Regions from separate parts of the Mus musculus genome. Here all the other regions are linked to region 2. The links are chromatin contacts, called in public HiCAR-type maps. All regions are on one chromosome and are shown on one strand. Each heading gives the region's core, a stretch centred on a gene start, on an enhancer-like site or on the middle of the called end of the contact. The rest is flanking DNA. Distances are from core to core; before and after follow the strand shown.

What was found. HiCAR-type assays count read pairs that join an accessible place to other places.
Region 1: a HiCAR-type map of astrocytes shows a contact between it and region 2, with 6 times the contacts expected there. The contact joins two enhancer-like sites. A contact is called at or near these places in 1 of 15 datasets of contacts at CTCF or cohesin (the NIH/3T3 cell line), 14 of 484 Hi-C or Micro-C datasets (the 3T3-L1 cell line, 3T3-L1-derived adipocytes, adipose-derived mesenchymal stem cells and 9 more), 2 of 115 datasets of contacts at active chromatin or transcription factors (astrocytes and differentiating embryonic stem cells) and 2 of 9 other capture datasets (embryonic tail and embryonic trunk).
Region 3: a contact with region 2 is called in a HiCAR-type map of astrocytes, with 4 times the contacts expected there. The contact joins two enhancer-like sites. A contact is called at or near these places in 1 of 484 Hi-C or Micro-C datasets (myocytes) and 2 of 115 datasets of contacts at active chromatin or transcription factors (astrocytes and differentiating embryonic stem cells).

What each region holds. Positions count from the first base shown.
Region 1 is chr9:22,707,415-22,711,651 of GRCm38.p6, forward strand. The region is part of intron 19 of Bbs9 (Bardet-Biedl syndrome 9 (human)); the gene reads left to right. Among named protein-coding and RNA genes, the nearest start is that of Gm39309, 95 kb to the right of the region's middle. Within about 2 kb of position 1,812, at least 60 of the 459 cell types and tissues checked have an H3K27ac peak or open chromatin away from gene starts, as enhancers often do. A contact at or near this core is called in astrocytes, where this site is marked.
Region 2 is chr9:23,375,555-23,379,870 of GRCm38.p6, forward strand. Bmper (BMP-binding endothelial regulator) reads left to right here. Exons shown (of 15, transcript NM_028472.2): 9 at 12-152; 10 at 2,084-2,188. Among named protein-coding and RNA genes, the nearest start is that of Bmper, 150 kb to the left of the region's middle. Within about 2 kb of position 2,732, at least 70 of the 459 cell types and tissues checked have an H3K27ac peak or open chromatin away from gene starts, as enhancers often do. A contact at or near this core is called in astrocytes, where this site is marked.
Region 3 is chr9:22,626,832-22,630,850 of GRCm38.p6, forward strand. Bbs9 (Bardet-Biedl syndrome 9 (human)) reads left to right here. Exons shown (of 23, transcript NM_001360259.1): 10 at 2,111-2,289. Among named protein-coding and RNA genes, the nearest start is that of Bbs9, 150 kb to the left of the region's middle. Within about 2 kb of position 2,745, at least 3 of the 459 cell types and tissues checked have an H3K27ac peak or open chromatin away from gene starts, as enhancers often do. A contact at or near this core is called in astrocytes, where this site is marked.

The sequences.
Region 1 (4,237 bases), core at 562-3,061, 670 kb before region 2:
AGCCACCTTTCTGGTTGACTTAATGATAGATTAGGGCGGAAGGCCAAGAGGGCGTTGGTCACGAGCTCCTCTTCCTCAGGCTAGAGAATAAACTTGGGAAACAAGCTAACAAATTCCTAAAAGGCTTGGTCTTGCCCAGTCTTTTAAAAAAGAGCAACCAACAGAAAAGCACCAACCAGAGGGCAGAACCAGTCTTTCATGTTATTATGTGCCCATTTAGTGAGCCAATAATGCCCCGAGCCTGAAGCAGTTAACAGGCATACCCTGCAGGGTTACTTTTATTTTCTGCCTCCTGTAGCACTCAACAAAATCCCATTATGCAACCGAGTAGCATCACACGTTAAAACGTTCATTTGTTCTGCATTCCATTAAGATTGCACATTTTCCCGAGCATTGGTCCTCCCGGCTTGCTCAAACCTATAATTTGAGCTCACACCATGGTGAAGTCTTAAGTGACCTTTCCCCTAGCTACCTTAATTATTCCCCACCATGTGGGCTGTTTTAGGGGACTGTGACAATGGGTTAACTATGTGCTAGTTAATGAAAATGCCTGCCACTTAGAAAGAAAAATGTGGGCTTGGAGCTTTAATTAAATTATACATCAATAGTGAGATAAAATAATACATTTTTGAGAAAAATGGATTTTAGAAATGTCTCTTTTCCTTTGAAGTCACTAATAATTAAATAAGTTGACGGAAATGGGAGGTTGTTCAAAAGCATCATGTTGTTTCTTTATAAATGTAATAATTTTTTTTAGTTAAATTCGTGTCACCTTATTGTGTAAATATGCTTAGAGTTTGTGATAAATAATGAATACAGGATGCCATTAAACCAGGTTTTAATGGTGATAGTATGATATAAGTTCCTCCCCTTATTTGATTATAAATGTTTATTTTTTTTGCAAAATTATGTCAAGTAAATAATAAACAGCTTTAGGGAATGGAGTCTTACAAACTAGGTTATGTCCCTTAGATGTAGTGGACATTTTGTTTAGCCTGCCTTTACTCAATAACTAGTCTAATCCAGTAACAGTCAAGTTCAGTAGGAATATTACTGATAATTACAGATTTTATGCTCAGTACCAGAGTGTCAGACACACAAAACTTCTCTGATTACCTTTGACTAGTGTAGACTGGTTAATTTATTTCCCAATGCTACATCGAAGAAAATGAGTGTAAGGGCAGGTGGAAGACATAAACAGACACTAAAAATAGTAGATATTTTGAATATGAAGAGGTCTTGGAAATTAGTTAATTCACTTAAAGGAGGAATAGAGAGATGCCTCGAATATATAATGACCTCTTCCAACCTCTCATAGATGAGATGGGATAAGAGCCAGGGTCACAGTGCAGCTTGGTGTGGTTGACAGATTCCAGGGTTCCATGAACCTGGGTTTCTGTGTCTGCACTGTCCATCTTTGTGGCTGTGGGCAGGTTGTTGAAGCTCTGAGGCCCCATCTCTTCCTCTGTAAGCTAGGGTGCCTTTCCCACGCAGGCGCTGATGATTTCCTGTGACCACCGATCCCTAAGCGCTTAGCAAGTAGGGCTGTCCTCTTTGGCAGGGTAGTGACTTTCCCCTAGACACAGAGCTGCTTTGTAAAAGTCATTCACGGAAACAAACAAACAAAACAAAACAAAACAAAACCGGCAAGGCCCTAACACTGAGCTCCTTTGGCCCTGGGTTTTTTGGCCTTGCTGTTGGCCAGGCACCTGACACTTGGGGGTGCTAGCGTGCAGTTGGTGTTTGCCAGCTTGGGTGAGGCCTCGCCTGGGATCTATGCTGAAGCCGCTCAGCGCTTTGTACCTTTGTCCTAAGGCAGAGCAGTCTCCTCACTGTGCTCTGAGGTGCAGCTGGGACAGCCACAGAGTTCTCTCTCTCTCTCTGTAGATGAAATGTTCCACGGAAAGTTTCCTGGTGAAGCCTCTTTTTGAGAGATTTATGCAGATTATAAAGTCAAAAGACGGGGTCATTCCAGACTTTTCTTTCCAGGCCATGAGGCCAAAACAAAATTTAAGCAGGTATTAGTTAAAAATCGAGAAGTATTTTCTCCACCGGGATACTTGCCAAATCTGTGTTGGCAACGTCCAAGGCGGCTGAGGTGAAGTTTTCCTCTGTGTGGAGAGAGTCCAGCCCGGAGCACAGCCCGGGGCTGGTCTGTTGCACAGGTAGTGTGGAGGGTTCTCCACGGTTTTGTGGAATTTGGGGCCGCGTAGATTACTTTTCACCAAGCAAGCTTCATACTGGTTATTGACTGCAGGTGTTTTGGGGTGTTTGGGGGTGTATTGAGCGAGCGATTGAGACCTGAGTGCTGGTCACTGGATAAAGCAGGTATTAGTCACTTGGCTACTTCCCAGTAAACTGCAAAATGACCTGCTTTAATGCAGTTCAGATTAAAACACAACAAGAAGCAGGTGACCTTGACACTTCCTAAGAGTCAGGTTAGGTGTGTCCAGGGATTTACTGCACTGTTGTGGTAACTGAAGGTAGATTTGTTCAGCTTGCTTAGAAGTGCTGAGAAAAATAAATCTATCGCTAAGTGCATTGTACAAAAGAGGAACTGCTAATGTTTAACGATGCCCCCTCTACCTTACCATAATCAATGTGCACAGCCATTCTTTAACACGTGAACAAATGTTTGGTGTGTGCTTGTAAACTCCAACCCTTTTATTACTGTTAACTGACCCTGGAAATATGTAACTGTCTATGAGACCATTTTCCTCAGCTGTAGCAGGATCTAGGCATACTTAGTGATCGTGGAGAACATCAGGGAATGTTCCAGCAGAGTGCAGCAAAAGCCAGTGGTTGCAAAACAAGCTCGTGCCTTTCCTTAGACTGAAGTGTAAGAACACATGGGAATTTCACATTTAAGAAAAATCGATGGAAACCTCAGAGACCTGGAGCGGGCTCCTTGTGTACAGCTGCTGTCAGGATACTCCCTGCCTGTCCCCTGCCTGTCCCCTGCCTGTCCGAGACTCAAGATGCTCTCTGCTTGCCAGCAGCATAGGAAGAAGGAACGTGGCAATGGTGCCATACAGTGTGGAAGCATCAGCATGGCGTATTTTGACATGGACAGAGAATTCTATATCAGAAAATACAGATAACGAGAAAGACATAGCAATTACCCAAATCTTACCACTAAAGCTATATAATTTCAATTTAGTATATAGACATCCAGATTTGTGAATGTGTGCTATTACATATAAAATCTAAGAGTACAGATTCTTTTAAATGAGACCATTTAGTTTATTGTGCTTGGAGTATTTTTCTCATGCGCATGAGTCATATATGAGCTCATGGTGCTCTGTACATATGAGTCATATAAGTCATCTATGAGTGCATGGTGCTCTGTACATATAAGTCATGTATGAGTGCATGGTGCTCTGTACATATAAGTCATGTATGAGTGCATGGTGCTCTGTACATATAAGTCATATAAGTCATGTATGAGTGCATGGTGCTCTGTACATATAAGTCATGTATGAGTGCATGGTGCTCTGTACATATGAGTCATGTATGAACTGATGGTGCTGCAGGTTTAGGAGCTGCTATGCTTTAGGCTGTGCTGCTTTTGGGAAGACGTATGACATACTGCATCACCTCGCCGTGCCGTGCAGGAGATTCATCTCACCCTGTGGTGAGATCTCATCTACAGACCGCTGTAGACTGAAACATGCCACCGAATCAGGCTTCGCCATTGCAGAGCAGCTGACTTTTTCTTGCATTAGTAATTTACTAAGAGAAGCTTTCCTTTCTGTTTTCTGCCAACTTGTTTTTTTAGAGAGAAAGCAAGATATGATAATAGTGTGTGATTTCACAGTGGTGATACTTTATGCTTGGAACTGTAAAATATATTGGTTAAGTAAGAAAATAGGGATTTTATTTTACTCCAACTCATACTTTAAAAAGAATAATTGTTAAAATATGCTACATACATCTTGTGAAATTCTCAAAGAATTAAAAATGTTATATAATATTATTTTTTTATTTATGCTATGATACTTTAAGAAAAGAAGCACATAGGCCCAGAGAGATGGCTTAATGATTTAAGGCACATTTTGCTCTTTTGAGTACCAGCACCCATATTGTCCAGCTTTTAATTAGCCATAACTCCAGCTCTGGGATCCAACACCCTCTTGTGGCCTCTAAGAGAGCTACAAACATATGACAGACTGCACAGACAGACACACGTGTTCATAAGTAACACATGACAGACTGCACAGACAGACACATGTGTTCA
Region 2 (4,316 bases), core at 1,482-3,981:
TGGGTCTCTAGGACTCAACAATGGTTTGTAAGAAGAAGTGCTCCCACCCTGGTGTCTGTAACAGTGATGAGGATGCCTGTTGTGAAGACTGTCTCTTACGGGTGCCCCCTGAAGACATCAAAGTGTGCAAGTTCGGTAGCAAGATTTTCAGGGTATGTATGAGAGAAGCCATCATGATGTCATGAGCTTGTGGGAGCCATCAAAATGGCCATTAAAAAGCTCTGGACATAATTCAGATTAGAATTTTGCATAATTTATACATTTAAAACCACACATGTATATTTAGTATATTAATTTACAAATGCATATATATAAAATCAGAATATGGAAGATGCCAAATGTGTCAGTGTTATTGGTCTTTCTACATGTCATCAGCCAATGCCTGAGGCTCAGCTCAGCATGCCAAATGGCTGGTATAGTTATGGTGCCCAAATGATTGAGAGCATACCATTTATTTGGGCATGCTAAGTATACCTTGTTAAGATCATGACCATGGCAAGATCCTGATGGATCTAAAACTTGGCACTTTCAGCAAAATCTTACAAATTTCATTTATAAAAAGGCTCAACTGGAAAGTGTTAAGATGAGGATGTTTACCATGTAAGTGTAAGTATATGTTCAAGAGTCTAACTCCAAGGTACTCAAAGGCTTGCTTACTGGCCTTCCAACATCACCTGGCATGTGATCTATACTGTTTTATAGTGATCTTAAGTGGAAAGCTGTGTCATAAGCATTTGGCTTCAGGAAGCAGGTGAAGGCTTTGTTCATTCTATCTCCTCTCTCCTATCTGCTATGGTTTCCTTAAAGATGAGGGAGACTTTGTACCAAAGATGTGCTTGATGATAGCCATGAGCACCTAGGCTCTTAATGCCATGTCAGAGTGGGAGCCCCCTCAGGGTCCCATTCACTGACGTGATTACAGAGAGGTCTGGATTCTTATGGACCCTGCAAGAAAGAAGAAAATGCCATACGCCCATCATGAGAGGGCGATACAGCAAGTTTTCAGAGACACTCATGTAAAATACTCTTTATTCAAAGCTACCATTTGTACCCAGAGCACCAAGATAAAACAATAATGCTCCTCCCATCATAGTGCTTTGAACAAAACACTTTCAAACCTCTTTCTAAAAAGATTTCTTTTAGCATCTGAGGTCTAGAGCACTTTACAGAGATTGTGAGCCCTGAAAATATTTGTCCATAAGTTCGATGCCCTTTACAGACAAATTCAGTTAGTTTTCTCTCACCTGAAAGGCAGCAGGGGGTTGGCAGTCCTTAACATATCTTCAAAAATCGAGAAAGGACAGGATGCACCAAAGATCTTGAATCTGTGTGCCCGGGAAGGATCCTTCATCTTGTCTCTATATCTAACTCTGTTGTCTGATCGTTCAAACTTGAGCCCAGGTATGTATGTATCCTGCCTGATGTGTTCTGGCTGAGCACTGACTGCACACTATAAATCTGACAAGGTCAATGCATTCATTGAGTGCCTTTCTCGCCAAGCAAGAGTCCAGTCTATGTCTCAAAGTGCTATACTACATTTTGGGAGGAGAGTGTAAGCAAGAGTCATGTCTCTAGGGCTGGTCTGTCTGACCTTTGTATATTCATGGGTGTTCACCAGTTGTCTGCCTGGCCACTGAGAATTATTTGAATACCTTCCATTATCTTCCTGTCCTGGGTGGCTCAAGGGCAAGGCATAGCTGTCTTACATCACTGTGTCTAAGCATCTCAATTAACCGTGATGCCTGTTGTATCAAGTATTTCAACTCCATTAATTGAAGGTTAGGATCTGCTCATGCATCAAGTATAAAATTCATATTTTCTTGTCTTCTGGGGTGAAAATTAAAACACATGAGGACATGAGGGGCAAGATGTAAGCATGACTTGCTACCCCCAGAAGAATGCTCTGTTTTTTGGGCCAAGATTTTCCTACCTTTAAAACAGTGTCTGAAACCTTCCCTGACCATTGTGTTAAGTGGTCAGAGTCACCTGACCTAGGCAGCTTAGTCATGCTCTCCTCAATGGCGAAACCATAACCCACTTGCTCAGCTCTCCCTGTAGTTCAATTCTGTGCTGTGTCCTGTAGGATGGAGAGATGTGGTCCTCAGTCAACTGCAGCATCTGTGCTTGTGTGAAGGGGAAGACAGAGTGTCGAAAGAAGCAGTGTGTTCCTGTCAGCAGCTGCCCACAGGTATGTAGGACATTTGGCTTCTTTTTTCTCTGTTACCTTGAGAAATGCACGGCATATGCCATTTTCTGAAGACAACCGGGAATTCCCAAAGCTTACATATATACTGCAAGAGATAAAGCCTGTTGTTCAGCACCCTGATTCTTTCTTTCCATTCCTATTTGGAGTCCAGCCTTGTGTGACAAAACTCTTGTCTCCCTTGCTGCTATCTTCCTGCTATTTATTGACATCTCTCAAACCTCTGTAAACACTTCTTCAGCTTTCTTGCCTAGATCTTGTTTTCTATTTTTGGATTTTCAATTTAACGTCATAACCACATTTTGCTTCTCCTTCCTTCTTTTTTTTTTTTCTTCAAATCTCAGCTTTCCTCTCATAGCTATGGTAATATGATGTGGTTGTTTAATAGGAACTTCCCAAGGAGGATTTCCTTGCCTAGCAGAAGCCCCAACTCCTCTGCAGAAAATTCTGCTCTAGCCCTGCCTCCATTGTAGCCCCACATGGAAACAGCATCCTTATGGAAATACCTCTTTTCAAAAACCCACAGCCCAGGCTTGAATAAAGCCACCATTATCTTCGGAAGCATGGGCTCCATTGAATTCACCTCAGCAACTTGAAACCTTTCAAGGCTTTGTACGTTTTGAGAAAATGTCAAACCTATTTAGTACCTTCCAGTGAATGAAGAAAACATATCCATATATTCAGAGCATGTCCTCTATTCTCCGTTATAGAAAGCTTTTAATTTTATTCACATCTGCTATTATTATAAACAAAAAGTTGCTGTTTTTACTTGAGTGCCAAATGAGGCACAAAAAAACAACAGCTGTTGCCGTTGCACAACTGAATTGGTGGGGAGGGGGGAGAAAAGGGAAAAAAATCCCCTAATTAGTCTTGCTTTAAAAAGCCTCAGACATAAAACTGAAAACTTCCCATAAAAGAAAAAAAAAGTAGGTACAATAAGCAGACTTGATCTTGGGCTGCTTATAAATATTCATTGGGAAAAATGGAATCACATCATTTCTGCCAGTCCTCGGGGAACCCTCAGTGCTAATGAACTCTCCCAGCACATGTTAGTAATAATGGGCTTCCTTATTCTACAAGACAAAACCGAGAAGTGGTGCCAACCTGGTGGCTGGAGTAACTCGCCTCAGCAGGCCACTGCGGGGTTTGCAGCTTAGCTTCTGCTCTGCCACTTGTAGCTGGGTCGGTGGTTTCTGCTGGGAGGTCACAGCTCCTTATGTTGCCTGCTTCTCCCTAGTGATCTTACTGGGTGTGCTACACTCAGGCCAGGCATGTCCGTCCCTCCCAGGAAGGCCTCTGCCCAGCCCCCAGCCCTGCCCCCTCTGCCCTTGCTTCTCAGTGCCCTGACTTGGCTAGGCCCTCCAGGACCACCTTTCTGTTTCTAGGCATCTTTCCAACTTGGTTTCCCCCCTCACACTTCCCCTTCTCAGAGGCCAGCACAAGGTCTTTGGAAGATAGTTTAGCTCTACCATGAAATACCTTAAAAAGAAAAGACAGCAGCTTAGCAGTTTATTTCTCCTTCCCTACATTGATTAGGGAAATTTTAAAAAGAAAATTAGAAAAACTAGAAGGTCTTTGTGCAACCCCCACACACTGTAACCTTTCCAGTTAAAACCTACCCCCTCCCCTTTTCAGAAGGAGCCTATGGTTATAGTCACTATTTGCCCTCCTAGGTAATTTCCAAAGCTCTGGGGGGTGGGACTCTCAGTACACTGTTTCTTAGATAGATATCATGAGTTTATATTGAAGCCATTTCTCTGGTCACAGAAATAAGCTCACTCCCCTGAGACTGTCCACTGAGGTAGGTGCTAAATAGACCCTTCTTCCAGATGAGGCTACAGATCATCCAGACAGCCCAGGCTCTCTGACCTCACAGTCTGTACTTTATTTTTTTCTCTCACCTATTTACTAACAGGAGCAGCTTTACTGAACAAGGGAAATGGCTGTGTCTGGTGAGATATAGCTGCGGGGAATCTCCCAGTCTCCTTTGATTAGAAACATAGCTTTAACTCACACCATTCCAATGGGGCAACCTGCCTTGTCTGAGCCTCTGTGGAAATCATTCCATGGAGCTTGGATGATCTTTGGTTTTGTCCTTGAGGAATTAAACGAG
Region 3 (4,019 bases), core at 1,495-3,994, 750 kb before region 2:
TCCTCCTCTTCCTCCTACTCCTTCTACTCTTCCAAATAGCTTGGTAGTGGCACAAAACAGATATGTAGGTCAACAGAGTATAATAGAGATCCTGATATAAACTCATACAGCTCTAGTCAATTACATTTTGACAGAGATGCTAAAAGTAACCATTGGAGAAAAGAGTGCCTCTTCAAGCATGCTCTTGGGAAAATTGGCTATCCATGTGTAGAACGAAAATAGATCCTGATATCTTACCCTGTGTACTGCTCACCTCCTGGTGGACCGAAGATGTTAATGGAAGACCAGAAACTCTCAAAATACTGGGGAAAGTACAACAAACACTTCAAGATAGAGGAATGGGCAAGGAATTTCTTGATAGGACTCTATTCACTCAGGAATAAGTCCAACAGTTGACAAGTGTGGTTTTATGAAATTAAGTGAAAGGAAGAAAGCAGTTGAGTAAAGAGATAACTTCCACGATGGGTTGGAATCTTTACTAGCTACACGTCTGACGGAGGATAAACATCTAAGACATACAAAGAACTTAAACAAAGGTAAACTGTCATGTCAATAAAGAAGCTAATGAAATGGACACACGGTTCCCAAAAGATGAAGTACAAATGTTCAATAAACATTTCAACCTCACTAGCTATCACAGACAGCAAATCAAAATTACTTGAGATTTTTTTCTTTCCTCGGTCATAATGTTTTCTTCTTATTTACTATTTCTAGATTTTATATAGATACACAAAATCAGGCATGCATATATGACAGGAAAATGGGAATAAAATTATCTAGGGGGCACATGGGGACTAATAGGAGAGGGCCAGGAGCAAATGGATGGTTGAGGGTATCAGGGAAAATATGCTCCATATATGGCACATGCACGTGTGGACATTTAAAACAGCAGCAGCAGCAACAACAACAGCAGCAACAGCAGCAACAGCAAAAGGCTTAGTATTTTGTTAGACCACTGTAGAAAATAGAATAAAAACTGAAAGAACTCATGTATTAACATCAAATGATTTATGGCTATGTTGATTTTTTTTCTGTGAATACCAAGGAACAAGAAAATATAGTATTTCCTTCAGCTGCTTTAATTTCTAAACATTGCATATTAATATCAGCCATAATGTGTATATCATGCAACATGTAGGTAAGTTTTAGAGAGGAATGGCGCTAAAGTAGCCTAAAAGAAGGAAGAGTATAAACACTGCCTTTGTCCGGTCTGGGCTGCTGTTACAGAATTCCAGAGACTGAGCAGGCTAGGAAGAGAGGAGAATTGTTTGATTTATGCTTGTGGAGGCTCAGGTGTCCAAGACTGAGGGTATATATCCGACAAAGACTTTTTTGCTTAAGCATCCCAGAGTGACATTTCAGGGTGTGGGGGAAAAAAGGCAGGGTAGGAGGGAGGGAAGGAGTGGGTTTGAAATGGAGTCTCCTTTTCTCTAAGAACATTCATAGTGAAGAATCCTCATTAGTCTGTGAGGGTGAAACACTGCTGTCCTAATGATTTCTCTAAGGACTTACATTGGGGGATTTCAAAGAATGGGCAGAGAAAAAAGAACCAATCAGAGAGCTCCTTGGGGAGGAGTGCCTTATGGGAGCCTTGGAGGGTCATGTGTGAAAGAGTTAGTCCCAGGAATCCAGAGGCAGAGGAGGAGGGGGATGAAGAGAGGAGAGAGCATATCTATCTTCAAGAATTCTTCTCAGTTTCCAAATCACTTTGCTGTGACTGTCCTGACCTTGGGGTCACACCATGGCTTTCCTGGCCTTGGGGCCATGCTTCATTCCTGGTCTCCCAATAGAAACCTAGTTTTATGTTTTGCTCCATTGTTTTCAGTGGAACTCACATGCCTGATATGAATTTAAGATCTGAATGTACTATGTAATTTTATTCCTATGGTGACCAGTATAATTAATATATTTTAATGTTTATTCCCCTCCTATAATATGTCTTAACACTGTGTGTGCATGCATAAATATAGATGATGTTTAAAACATTATAATTGAGTCTTTGAAATAAACCTATTTTTATACTTATTTTTAAATTATGGTATGCTAAGTAAGAATGTCATTTGTAAGACTGGAAGTTTAACCACGCCTCCTATTCTCTTATATCTAACAGTGATTTGAAGGGAGTGATAGTGACTCTCAGTGATGACGGTCACCTGCAGTGCTCGTATCTGGGGACAGACCCTTCTTTGTTCCAGGCTCCAAAAGTTGAATCAAGAGAGCTCAACTATGATGAACTTGATGTGGAATTGAAAGAACTTCAGAAAATCATCAAAGATGTAAAGTTGCAAGGTACCCCATTTGCAGTCTTTATTGGCTACGTCTGCTGCTCATTATAAACTTTGCCTCATGTTGTATATGGATATTGTTTTGTAAATATTAGTTAATTCACTCCCAGGCTTAGTTAAAGATGCTGAATCAACATTGCTCTTGGTGGACAGGGTTTTTGTGTTGACTTTGTATAGGTGGCTGTTGAAAGCCAGTCTTATTGGAGATAATATTTTGGTTTCTGTGTTGCAGGGACAGCTTCATTTGGCCTTTAAATATTTTGCCCTCTCAGTGAAGCAGAAGGACTTCTTAGTGGTTTCAGGCTGTGAGAAGAGTGTTGAAGCTCGCAGTGGTCAATTTTTCACTTACAATATACTTGGCTTCACTTGCTGCTTTGAGAAGAAATCCAAGTAGTACATGAATTGCCACTTTGTTACTAAAAATGCAGTCATTTGCAGCTTAGATGATATAATTTATGCTTGGAGTTAATTAGCCATCCAAATGGAGTGTGGCCTGTGATACTCTGGCTTCTAATGACTCAGAGCCTGATGATATTTTCAGTTCCCGGGTTTTGAGTAACTCAATGTTATTTTTTGTTGGGACTCACAAGGGTGTAATTTCATTGTAAATTAACAGGAGAAACAAAACACCAATCCTGCAGCTCATGGTGAACATGTGAAAATCATTACTTTAAGTTCCCTTTTCAGGGTCAGGTAAAAGTATTTTCTTAATGAGAAAAAATATGGACCATTTTCACATAAAAGAACTGTTAAAACAAGAAGAATAATAAAAGAAACAGAGCATCAAAGGCCAGCCAACAGGACAGAGCCAACCTTAATCCTGATGCCTTGGCTGCACTAGGTTTATGTAGTTTTGATTTGTATTACCAGGACTTTATTCCTCTGGTTTTAAGGAGCTGAGATGATATATTAAAATAGGAATATTAAAAGCAAAGATGTGATGCCTCAGCTTCACATGTTCTTATAGAACGTTCTTAAAGTAAACCATTGAAACGGAGGTCTACAGCCTCTTGTCAGCACATCCCCCTCAGATGGAAGGTGGCGAGAACTGCGCATCTCAGTTCAGGTTGCACAGTCAGGGTTAAGCTTTCTGTTTTGATACCAGTTTTGATATATATATATATATATATGGAAGATTGTTTTATATGTGTGTATATATATACGTATATATACATATACATGTATATATATGTGTGTGTGTACATATATACATATACACATATATACATATATATGCGTATATACATAAACACATATACACACATATATGTATGTGTATATATGCATATAACTTCATTATATATATATAATGAAGTTTCTCAAGCTTATTAGTTAATGTGGGTTTTACTCCAAAGTTTTTGTCTTGCAGTTTTTGCCCTTCTACAAGCAATAGCTAATGATAGTTTAACTAACATGAATTATATAAATGGCATAAAAAATCCCATACAGCTAAACATTACCTCCTGGTAGCCCTAGTGATAAGTGAAAAGATTTTGATGTGTTGCTTGCTATTTCTTTAACCCTTTTGTATATCTTGAAAGAGCTTCACTTAAGAAATATATTTATTTTATTTTTTGAGAATCAGTTTCACTTTTTCTTTTCACCTTCCAGCTCCTCTCATGTCCTCTCACTCTTCAAAGCCTTGACCTCTTCTCCTTTAATTATTATTACTACACACACACACACACACACACACACACACACAGCCTGCTAAGTCCACTTAGTATTGCTTGT